2 separate regions of the Mus musculus genome follow, and region 2 is linked to region 1. A link is a contact called in public HiChIP or PLAC-seq data. All regions are on one chromosome and are shown on one strand. Each heading gives the region's core, a stretch centred on a gene start, on an enhancer-like site or on the middle of the called end of the contact. The rest is flanking DNA. Distances are from core to core; before and after follow the strand shown.

Region 1 (5,473 bases), core at 1,584-4,083:
TTCTGTGACCTGTCCCAGTGTGTATGTTACGTTATAGCCAGGACATAGACCTAGCAAACTGTGGCAAATTTCCCCTTAATGGAATCTCATTAGTGCAATTTTGTGTTTCGTATCTAACTCAGCTTCAGAGGGTGTCAATTTGCTTGCCTTGCTCACTGGCACATTTGCACCTTACTGGTGGTCCCACTTGATTTATTCCGTAAGAAACTTTTTTTTTATTGAACATAGTTTATTTCTGGTTTCTGATTATTGGAGCACATCCTAGAGTTTCGTTTTGCCTGTGAACTCATGTCTGTTAGGTCTCAGGCGGCCCAAGTGTCCAGAAATGAACTCAACCTGGACCACAGGAGGATTTCTAGCAGTTAGATAAAAGCCAGCATTCTTCAGGAACTTGGGAAACCAGTTCCCAATTGCCCAAAGGAGTCATGTCCCTTATCTCTGGCAGAAGAGACACATGGCTCCACTGGCATATACCTGTGACTGCCTGTCTTGTAAGCATTTGTGCTTCCAGGCACTCACAGTCCCACAGGTTCTTGTTCTACATTTCAAAGTCCTGGTAGCAGCATCTCTCCTTCTCACCTCTTCATCTGCCCTAATCACCCTGCAGCTATTCATCCTCCTACAGCCATGTTTTTACTATTGTCTCCGTGCTCTCTCTGTCTCCTGCTATCCTCTATGACCTCTGTCCTCTCTATTCCGCACTATTCTCTCCTCTCTCACAGATGGCTCTGGACAAGCTCAGCATGCCGGACATACATGTTCAGTCTGCTTCTTTTTCCCTCTGCTCTCTCTTAATCACAATAAAGACCTTAACCATACAATGGAATGGTCATGTTTCTGTACTTGCCCTCACATACAGTGTCTAAGCAGAGACTCAACTCTTATCTCTGTCCGCAGTAAATCTTGAGAGGAATTCTGTCTGAGTCCGTGTGCCTACTTTTGGCCTTCAGGAAGGAGGAGTTGTTTTTTAAATAAAACCTTGTCCCAGCCCTCCTGCAGCAGACGTGAAAAGTACACTGTTTTGCCTTTTCTTGAATTCACCCTCAGATGTTTTCATAGGCGCTTGGTCACAGCAAAGTGGTCCCTGTGTACAAACCGCCCACTCTCTGAAGCATGATTGATTAGCAAAGCTGCTCTGCTCAAGGGCAGTCTGTTTTCCCGAGCCTGGATGTTGACAGGTCCGACATGCACAGATTTTAAAACAGGTCGCTCATGCAGGCTGTAGGCTGTGGGCCAACATGCTGGTTCTTGAGAGAGAAGAGAGGGAAAAGGACCCAGTTTGGGGAGCAGAGGAAACTATATGGATCTGGACCTTAAAAAAAAAGAGGGCAGCTTGGGCATACCTACTCCTTACTGCAAAGCTGCTCACTGGTGTTTGGTGCCAAGAAAACAAACCCTGTCAGCAGAGGAAATGCAAGGCAAAGGTAAAGATAGGGACGGACTGGCAGAGCTCACTCAAATAGGCACAAGCTCCACTTGACTAAGAATCTCTAAACATCAAAGAGAGGCATACATTTAAAGAGAAACTTGAGACCAAATCAAAGTAGCTATGATGGCCGTTTGGAAATGCAGCCAAGCAATGACACCATAAACAGGAAGAGGCACGGTTTGGATCGTGTCTCTGCTTGTTCGTTTGCTGCATGGCATCTAGCAGAGTGTCTTTTACAGGGCAGAGCCCACATTAATATTTAGTCATAGAATGATGGGGCTGAAAGTAACTTTGGAAATGATTTGCCAAGTCTCTCTATTTCACATACAAGTAAACTGAGACTCAAACAGTTTAGTTATGGTCTCAGGGTGTCTTCTCCACAACCAGGCTGTGAATTCTAGTAAAGCTAGCTTTTATAGACTTACGCAGTCAGCATTTGATCCATTAAGTGAGGGAATATGCTGATATAGTGATCCCTCCCCCGCTCAAAGCCCGAGTTGAAGGCTTGGTCACCAGCCTGTGGCACTATTGGGAGATGGTAAGACCTTTAGAATTTGGGGTATATAGTATGAGGAAGATATGTCGGTGGGATGTGTCCTTGGATAGGATATTGGAACCCCTAATGGATCCTCTTCATTTCCTTGTTTCCTCATCACCATAGGTGAACAGACCTCCCTTCATATAGAGTACTGAGATGCCACAGTTCCAAAGAAATGGGCCAAAGAACTATGGGCTAAAATAAACCTTCCCTCCTAACTAAATTCATTTATTTGTGGCATTCGTTAGAGTAGCAGAAAGCCAACTAACCAACTAAATAAATTTGTGGTTGTTGTTGAATGTAGCGCTGGCTGACCTTACACTCAGAGATCCACCTGCCTCTGTATCCAGAGTCCTGGGATTAAAGGGACATGGCACCACACTTGGCCTTTAATTATCTGTGTAATAAACCCTATTTCAAAGCCATGCCTTCTTTGACAGTATGTGTAATAGTCTCTTTCATTCAGTTATATATATATATATTGGTTATCATTCACCCATGTAGATCTTTGGGGTGGTGGGCATAGAGAGGTTTGTGAGGTTCAACTGACTTTCGGGAATCTGAGTTTCCAAACATTCTAGTTATATTAAGTAAGTCTTAATGTCAGTGTTGGATGAAAATGTAGGCTTTTCTTACAATAACTTGTTACATGCTCAAGATGTAAGCAGCTTGGGAAAGAAAATTCTGCATGAAGCTAACAATGGTCTGTTAGTATACTGTAGTCAACTGGGTATCAGTGTAGCAGTGGAACCAAAGATCTTCAGAAAGAACAGCCCTTACCCCTCTGAGTGTTCTCCTCTGCGGCACCAGTTCTTTGTGCAGCTAACAGAAGATGCCTGGTCCATCCAGGCACACCTTGCAGCAAGCTCCCCAGTCTTATATGACAGCCATCACGTGACTCAACATCCTATCTCTGTCATTTTTAGCCTTTGGCTATCATGCTACCGAGAAAGATGAGAATACATTTTTATAAGTCCCTTAAAAATTATGTTTGTCAGAATTTATTGTCCCGAATCAATTTTAACAAGTGACAAAAGTGTCTAGAATCTTCCTGTCTGATGCAAGGTTTGTAAAGGGTCAGATGATATCATACCTTTGAGGATGAATCTGTCACTTAACTGCTATACGTGTTGCAGAGAACATTTTAGTAGCCCACTGTTTGGTATCTTCACTGGTGCCTCCTATCTGGTTTCCTGTGTCATAAAGAAAAAGCTGCATGGAAATAAAGGCAGGGATCCTAACGCAGTGTGGGTTTGGTTTTGCTGTTTGGTGCGAGGAGTTGTGTGACTCTAACTCTAAGAACACCGGTAGTGGTGTCTGCCTGCATTCTGAGAATTTAAGGAGGTGAGGTTTCTACACAACAAAATCACCCAGCCTATCTGTGAGGCTTTCTGCAGAGTGAAGGCAAAAATAAACTCCAGCAAACAAAACAGGAAGAGTCTGAAAACAGTAAGATGTGTGTGTTCAGACGCTCAGAATCCTTAAAGCTTAGGTGTGGTTCTGCCTACTTCAAAGGTGTGTGTGTGTGTGTCTGTGTGTGTGATGTGTGTGTGTGTGTGAGATGTGTGGTGTGTATGACTAGAGTATGTGACTGTATGTGTGATGTGTATGTAATGTGTACATTTGTGTGCAGTGTGGATCTGTATAGGGGGTGATTGTAGTGTGTTGCAGTGTGAGTGTGTGTAGTGTTTGTGTGGACTATGGCAGTGTGTGCGTAGTATGTTTATGTGTGAGGGTGTGTGATATGTGTATAGTATATACATTTGTGCATATTGTAGGTATGTGTAGGATGTGTGTAATGTGTTGTAGTGTAAGTGTAGAGGGTATGTGTGGAGATGTGTGTGATGCAGGTTTAGTGTATACATTTATGTGTAGTATGGGCATGTGTAGGATGTGTGTATAGTGTGTTATAGTATGAGTGATTATGTAGTGTGTGAGTATGTGTGTGTGCTTGTGTGTATGTATGTGTGTGTGTAGGTGTGTATGTGGAGTGTGTGTGTGTGGTGGGTATGAGTACGTGGCTGCCTTGCTTTGTCTGGCCTTCCTTTTGTTAGCACACACACTCTCTCCTAGTGACTTAAAGCCCTCTTCTTACAGCACCTGAGTTCTCTCCTTCGACTTGCAGCTACTTTATTGAGCTACGAAAGCAAACATAACTTCTTACAAAATAAAGTCCAAATAACCTAAAAGATCCAATGGAATCTACCTTTGAAGCAATATTATACTAAGCACTTTAAGATTTTCCATGGAGAAAATCCCAACCCAATGGACAGCCTTGCTTAACCCAAGGCTTTCCCTGGTTTAATATTTCTCCTCTACCCGCCATCTGCTTTGCCAACAAAATAATGCTTTCCCTGGGTATATACCCCACCTCTCCAGTCTCATTAAAATGATTTTCATCTGCATTTAAAATATTTGATGATGATTTGACATTCATAAGGATAGGAGGTTGAATATTACATTATCTTATCAAAAGATTTTCTTCTATTCTTTCCTTCTGCTCCTCCCTTCCTACTTCCCACCTCCTTCCTTCTCTTTGATATTCTCCCTGAATTGCTATCTGTGAAGATACAAAAAACTAACTGTAGACATGTCTGACACCTCCAGATGTTATTGCACTAAAGCTGCCACTCCTGAAAACTCAGTGGTTGACACCGGGTTGCAGGGCTACAGCAGAAGATGACAGCAAGAGCCACCTTGGGAGTTCTTGAGTCACACTGGTCCTAAAATCATCACTAGCAGGAACATGGAAAATGGTTTGAGAAGTGGGTGTTCTGAGAATGCCCATTGTAGGACAGGCAGCTGAGAACATCCAGCCTGAGAAGGTGACAAGGACACTGAAGGGCAGGTTCTAGCCATGTCAGCATCCTCCTGAGGACCCTGGAATCTGCTTCTACACAGTGTTTGACAGTCATGTGTCAACACGACATGGTTTCTTACTGTTTCAGGAAAACATGATTTTTGTCTCACCAGTACATTCTATTCTATTCTATTTTCTGTTCTAAGAAATCAAAATATGGGCAGAAGATAAGTTCAAAGGAAATTTGCTACTTCTGGTGGCTAAATGCAGTCAAAGATATCTGATCATGATGCTAAAATAGTGACATTTCTTGTTTATAATTCTAAAGGGAAAGTAAGGTGCAGGACAAAATTGAGATACAAGAATCTGAGAAATTCAAGCCAGAAAACCCACCCATCTAGGATGCTCACAGTTGTTAGGAATCGGAGATGGTTTTTAGCCCTTGGCCTTCATGGTAGGCTTCTTTTTTAAATTAAAAATTTTAAATTTATTTTCAAGTAACAAACATTGTGTCTAGAGGCTTTTGTACTTCTTCCCACATGATAAAAGGCCATGCCTCCTAAGTTAACTAAGCATATTAACCACACACAGTGAGTGGCTTGCATTACTTTTCCATACCCTCTCTTGGCTTTGATCTTCCCATTGCAAAGCCAAGAGGACCATCAAGGGAGAGAAATGAGCACACCGTGTGTCCTTTCCTCTAGTG
Region 2 (5,473 bases), core at 1,532-4,031, 140 kb before region 1:
TTTTATCAATTTTCACCATCTCAAAAGCAAGTGTGAGAGAAGTCACTTGATCTTTGTTCCAGCTGGCTCACCTGATTGGCCTGGAAGACAGCAAGCACTCCCTGGCAAGGCCAAGCCATGAACCCTCATGACTTGGATGCCTGGAATGGAACCAGCTTTCATTCTTGTGATTACTTGGATGGGTGCACAGTACCTACCTACTGCTTTGTTCTCTTGACCCATGTTGCTGTCCCGAGCCTTCATAGCTGTGTCACTAAAAGAGTCTGGGAGCTAAGGGGCTGGCGCCCTGGTAGACGGGTGGGGCTGAGAAAACCTGTCGGATTTCTTCTTTAAGATTCTCAACACTAGACTTGTTGCCGTCCCTCCCAAACACCCAGATGTCTTTATGAGGACAGAGACACAAGCCAGCAGTACATAAAAAAGCATGCCAGAGTGGACTTGGTGGTCTGAGCCTTTGGATCGCTGATGTCCAGGCAAGAAAGGAACAGGCGACAGCGACCGGACTGCTGTTGGACAGTTTTGGGAGACTGACCCTTGAAAGAAGGGCCAGTGGGGTTGTTGGGGTGTCTTCATCAGTAGAGGAGTTGACTGGGCAGAGAAAGTGGGAGGCAGACAGTGTTGGAAGAACTAGAGGTTATAATAGGCCTAGTACCTATAAAGAAAGCCAGGGAGAACTGGGCATAGTGGTGCACACTTGTATCCCAGGTCTTCGGGAGACCATGGCAGACAGATCACCAGGTCAGACTAGCCTGGGCTAGAGAGATCTTACTGATAAAAAGGGCAGAGGGAAGAGCTTCTCTGTATAAATAGTGGTAGGGGCTGTTTACAGGGGAGTTGCTTGGCTGGTCATACTTTGGTGGTCTACCCAGGATGAAGATGCTTTCTCCTGATGCTATGTGGGTGGTTATGCAGGGACTTCTACAGGGATGGATAGAGTTCCAAATCTGGATTCAGACACAGTAATGTGCATCCGGGTAGGCACTGAGAGACGGTGTTTTGCAATTGAAATGAACATTGCTGTATTATAGCAGCCTGAAAGGCATAGACCTGCCTTCTGCCTTGAGCTGTGCAGTTCGTGGGCAGAGTCTGTGATGAAGGAGCATACTGTCATTCCACAGCATATGCAGTTCTCCCTGGGCAGCTCTGAGCCTCTGCTTGGTCCGCCGCAGGAAGAACTCTACTAGGAGGGGGCTTGACACACTTTAGAGCCAGCCACTTTCTGACATAGGTCAGGGGTACTCTTGCTACTGTTTCTAAGTCATCTTCATGGAGAGGGGTCCCCAGGACATTTGGTGCCTGTTTACTGATAGCCACTTCATGAACCTGACAAGCATCACCTTCTAAGGCAGTGTTCTCAGCCTTCCTAGTGCTGTGACCCATTAATACACCTTGTGTTGTGGTGACCCCCAACCATAAGGTGGTTAGTTGCTATTTCATAACTGTAATGTTGCTACTATTATGAATCAGTGTAAATATCTGATATATAACACACCCCCCCCCAAAAGGGCTGTGGCCCACAGGTTGGAAGCACTGTTCTAAGAATCAAGATAGCTGAGACAAGTTACAGGATGACTACAAAGTGCTCTGTTGACTGAGAGTGCGTACCTTGTTTGTGTGACCAGGTGAAGCCGTACAATGTGTACGTCACTGTGGCCTACCCACCAGACACCGACACGCCGGGGCTGGCTGAGGAAAACAAAACGAAGGTCAGTATTCCTACATAATGCCCTCTGTGAGGAGTGTGTGATGGCGTGTGTGTGTGTGTGTGTGTGTGTGTGTGTGTGTGTGTGTGTGTGCTGTGTGAAGCGTTTTGTGTGTGTAATATGTGTTGTGTGTGTGAAATACATGTTGTGTGTGATATGCATGTTGCGTGTGAAATGTGTGTATGATCTTCTGTGTGTGCTGTGGGGTGTGATGCAGATATTTACACAGATTCATAATAGTAGCAACATTACAGTTATGAAATAGCAACTAACAACCTTATGGTTGGGGGTCACCTCAACACGATGTGTATTGTCTGTGTTATGTATTGTATGTGTGTGATGGATGATGTGTTTGATACAGTGTTAAGTGTTCTGAGTGAGGTGTGTATGTGATGTGTGTGTGTGTGCACGTGTGCATGGTGGTGTGTATATAGTTTGTATTTGTGACTGGAGGAAGTTGTGCATGTTTGGGTGTGTGTGTGTAGTGTGATGTGTATATGTGATATATGGGGGTGTTATACATATTTGGGTTTGTGTGGTATGTATGTACATGTTTGGGTGTATATGTGCGTGTGCATGTGTGTGTGTGTGTTTGGGAGTGTGCAGGTGTGTATGGAGACCAGAGAACACCCTTGGGTATTCTTTTTCAGGTGGTGTCCTTGGTCTTGAGACAGGGTCTCCTACTGTCCTGGAACTATCAAGTAGGCCCGGGAGTTCTCTGGTCTCTACCTCCTCCTGGCTGGCTTTGCATGTGCGGGTGCTCAGAGGCCAGACAGGCACTTTATCTCCCTAGCTCTGTTCTGAATCTTCAGCGTAATTTTTATGAATGTATCCTACTTTAGGTCCTGGCTGTTTATCAGTTAGTGGGTCTGTTAGGTGCAGGGTGCTGAGCCAAGACTTGACCTTCCAGGCAGAGCTTCCTCCTCCCTTTTTCTGCTCTCCAGTCCCCTTTTCTTAATGTTGAACTTACTTGTTTCCAACTTTTAGCTCAGTATTTTCTCATAGGACGCAGTTGGCTGCCTAATGCTACCTGTGGCCTTATCACTCCCACTTCTGACCCCTGACCCCTAGAGGGAGCCATTTCACCTATGTGTCTAAACCAATCCATACATACATACCTACATACATACACAGTGAATGCACCTACATGCATGCATAACATGCATACATATATGCACATACATTCATATGCATCTACGTACAAACTCGTGTTTTAACTAGGGAAGCTAAAATTTGAGCCTCAGGTCTACTTTGTTCTGCCTGTGTGACCTCTGTTGGAGTCAGATTCTGTGTTTATGAGTGTTGTTAAGTTGAACCTCTATAATGGCATTTCCTTTCCTGTGTGTCTTTGTTTAACTGAGAGCATTTGTAGGTCATTCACTGGGGAGAACTGGACGTCTTTTGAGCATCTGAACCACTGACCTTTCTGTTACTTTCATTCTTCTTCCTCCAAGCCCCTTGTCATGGGGCTCCACCTTCTGCCAGGACACAGGCCCTGGGGGTGACATCCTCTGCACTCCCCTGTGCTGCGCTTCCCTTCTCTGTCCCTTGCTGGGGTCTGTGCCTTCCACTGCTGTCATTTCTCTGCTCACCTTGGTGGCCCTTCAGTCATTCCAGAGAAAGGCACGTGAGAGGCACCATTTGTTTAGAGTCTGGTTCACAAGAAGGCATCTTCCTTTTCCTATTTTTCGTTGCTGTGTGTGGTAGGGTGTTTTACTGGGTGACAGTTGAAAATGACGGTCCTCACGGCTTTGCGGGCATTTCTTACTGAGTTCTAGCTTCTAGGGTTTCCTGGGGACCCCACTGACCTGAGATGCCTGAGAAAAGCAACTCGTGGCTTGTGGTTCAGAGACACCCGTCCATCAGGACAGGGAGAACTGGCCCGGCAGATCAGTGCTCCTTACAGGAAGGAGAAAAAGGGGGGACAGCAGAGAGCCAGCTGAGCCATAGCCTCAGCAACACATTCCTCCAGCTGGGCTTCAGCCCCTACCTTTCCCCACCTTCCACTAATGCTCAGGGGCCAAGCAAGCATCCGTGACTGAGCAGCTTCCTCATACACATGGGAGGTGTGTACTCCTGGTGGGGTTTAGTTGTAGACACTCTTTTCCTTTTTATCTTTTAGAATGCCGTTTGGTGTGAAGTGTTTTATATGCTAGATACTCAGGACCGCCCCTTTGTTCTCTCATGCACTCAGGTCTGGAACATTGAGGTCATTGTTTCCCATCCAGAACACTTGGAAGCATTCTTTGTGCAGTTGTCGCTCAGGAGCCCCACTTTCCGGCTGACTTCACCACCTCATCTCTTACTCACTATTGGTTTCTTCTTCAACTTTATTTAATTTAACTTCAATTTTTATTTCTACTGATTTTTTTAAGCTTAGATCTGTCTGTCATGGATTTGTCTTTAGTTACTGTTCTGTTGTTGTGAAGAGAAACCAAGACCAATATAACATAAAAGAGAGCATCTACTTGGCTCTGTCTTACAGTTTCATAGGGCTAACCATTATCATCATGGCAGGGATCATGGTGGCACTCAGACAGATGTGGTGCTGAAGAAGGAAATCAGAGCTAAATCCTGATCCACAGGCCACAGGCAGGTAGACAGACAGACAGACACACACACACACTGCACCTGGTGTGGACTTTTGAAGCCTCCACCCCGTTCCCACTGAGTTTTCTTCTATTTCTAAGGAGCTTCAGTCAGAATGTTGCTTGGTTGTATTTTTGTTCTGTTTCTTTTCTTGGTTTTGAGTCTAGGTGTTCTCGACTCTGCTCATGTTGGTGATTGCATTCAGCAAGGCAGTGGAGCACAGGTTGTAGAGCCATGTAAAGCCCTTCCGCCACCTTCTGCTTTACATATGGAGGATGGGGTGGCAGTGGCGCCTTCGTTTCCTTAGCGTCTCGTGTGTGGACAGATGGCATGGGACTGGTCATTTCCGCCCCAGTGGCATCTATCTCCCTTGCATGTGTGCAGGTCATACAGAATGACTGGGTAGTCCTGAGCTGAGAGTAGGCTCTATTCATCTGGTTCCCCATCTTTCCCTCTGCCATGACACAAACAAACAAAACAGATAAACAGGTAAAGTGGGGCTGAAGGAAACCCACGAAAGCTTACCACCTCACACTGAAGGTAACCTAGTTTTAGACTTAATTATTTTATGTGGTTTTTCCTCTTAAAGTGTATGTGGATCTCTGTAGCATAAATTTGGGGTGTTTATGTAGTCTATATTCGGTTTTTGTTTGCCAAAAAAAAATGGGTTATTTATGTAGAAACAACCTCTTCATTTTCTTTTGAGTTCAGTCAATTTTATAATTTCTTTTTGCTTTAAAAACATAACTTGGAACCAAACCTCCTGCTTCAAACCTGCTAAGCAAGCATTAATATTTGCTGCATACTCTTTAAGTCTGAAGCCAGTGAAGTAGTGACTTCCCTGAGATTTGGTTGTTTTGTTTTTGTTTAGCCTACAGTAAAATTTTAGACAGATTTCTAGTGACTGGAACCTGCATTGATCTGTGGGCCCAATAGGGGGCAGCAGACACTCTTCTAACTCAGTGCATCTTGCCTGTCCTTATCCACCTGGTGTGGAGGGAGAGCAAATCGGTGAGATGTGTGTCCTCTCAGATTCTAAAAAAAAGAAAACCTGACTTTTGTGAAACATGAGCTATGTTTCTATAATCACAGTATTCAGGAGGTCGCAAGCCTGCTTGGGCTACATAGTCAGACCCTGACTCACAAAACCAGACATGGAGGAAAAAGTGTATTCTAATCTT

Evidence for each region. HiChIP or PLAC-seq counts read pairs in DNA pulled down with a chosen protein or histone mark.
Region 2: a contact with region 1 is called in a CTCF HiChIP or PLAC-seq map of CD8 T cells, with 7 read pairs. The contact joins two enhancer-like sites. A contact is called at or near these places in 1 of 15 datasets of contacts at CTCF or cohesin (CD8 T cells) and 1 of 9 other capture datasets (embryonic stem cells).

What each region holds. Positions count from the first base shown.
Region 1 is chr1:106,598,836-106,604,308 of GRCm38.p6, reverse strand. The region is part of intron 1 of Bcl2 (B cell leukemia/lymphoma 2); the gene reads left to right. It overlaps Gm37053 (a long non-coding RNA gene), which reads left to right. Exons shown (of 2, transcript XR_878433.2): 2 at 1-546. Among named protein-coding and RNA genes, the nearest start is that of Gm37053, 13 kb to the left of the region's middle. Within about 2 kb of position 2,833, at least 47 of the 459 cell types and tissues checked have an H3K27ac peak or open chromatin away from gene starts, as enhancers often do. A contact at or near this core is called in CD8 T cells, where this site is marked.
Region 2 is chr1:106,735,564-106,741,036 of GRCm38.p6, reverse strand. It overlaps Kdsr (3-ketodihydrosphingosine reductase), which reads left to right. Exons shown (of 10, transcript NM_027534.2): 7 at 1,623-1,706. Among named protein-coding and RNA genes, the nearest start is that of Kdsr, 21 kb to the left of the region's middle. Within about 2 kb of position 2,781, at least 14 of the 459 cell types and tissues checked have an H3K27ac peak or open chromatin away from gene starts, as enhancers often do. A contact at or near this core is called in CD8 T cells, where this site is marked.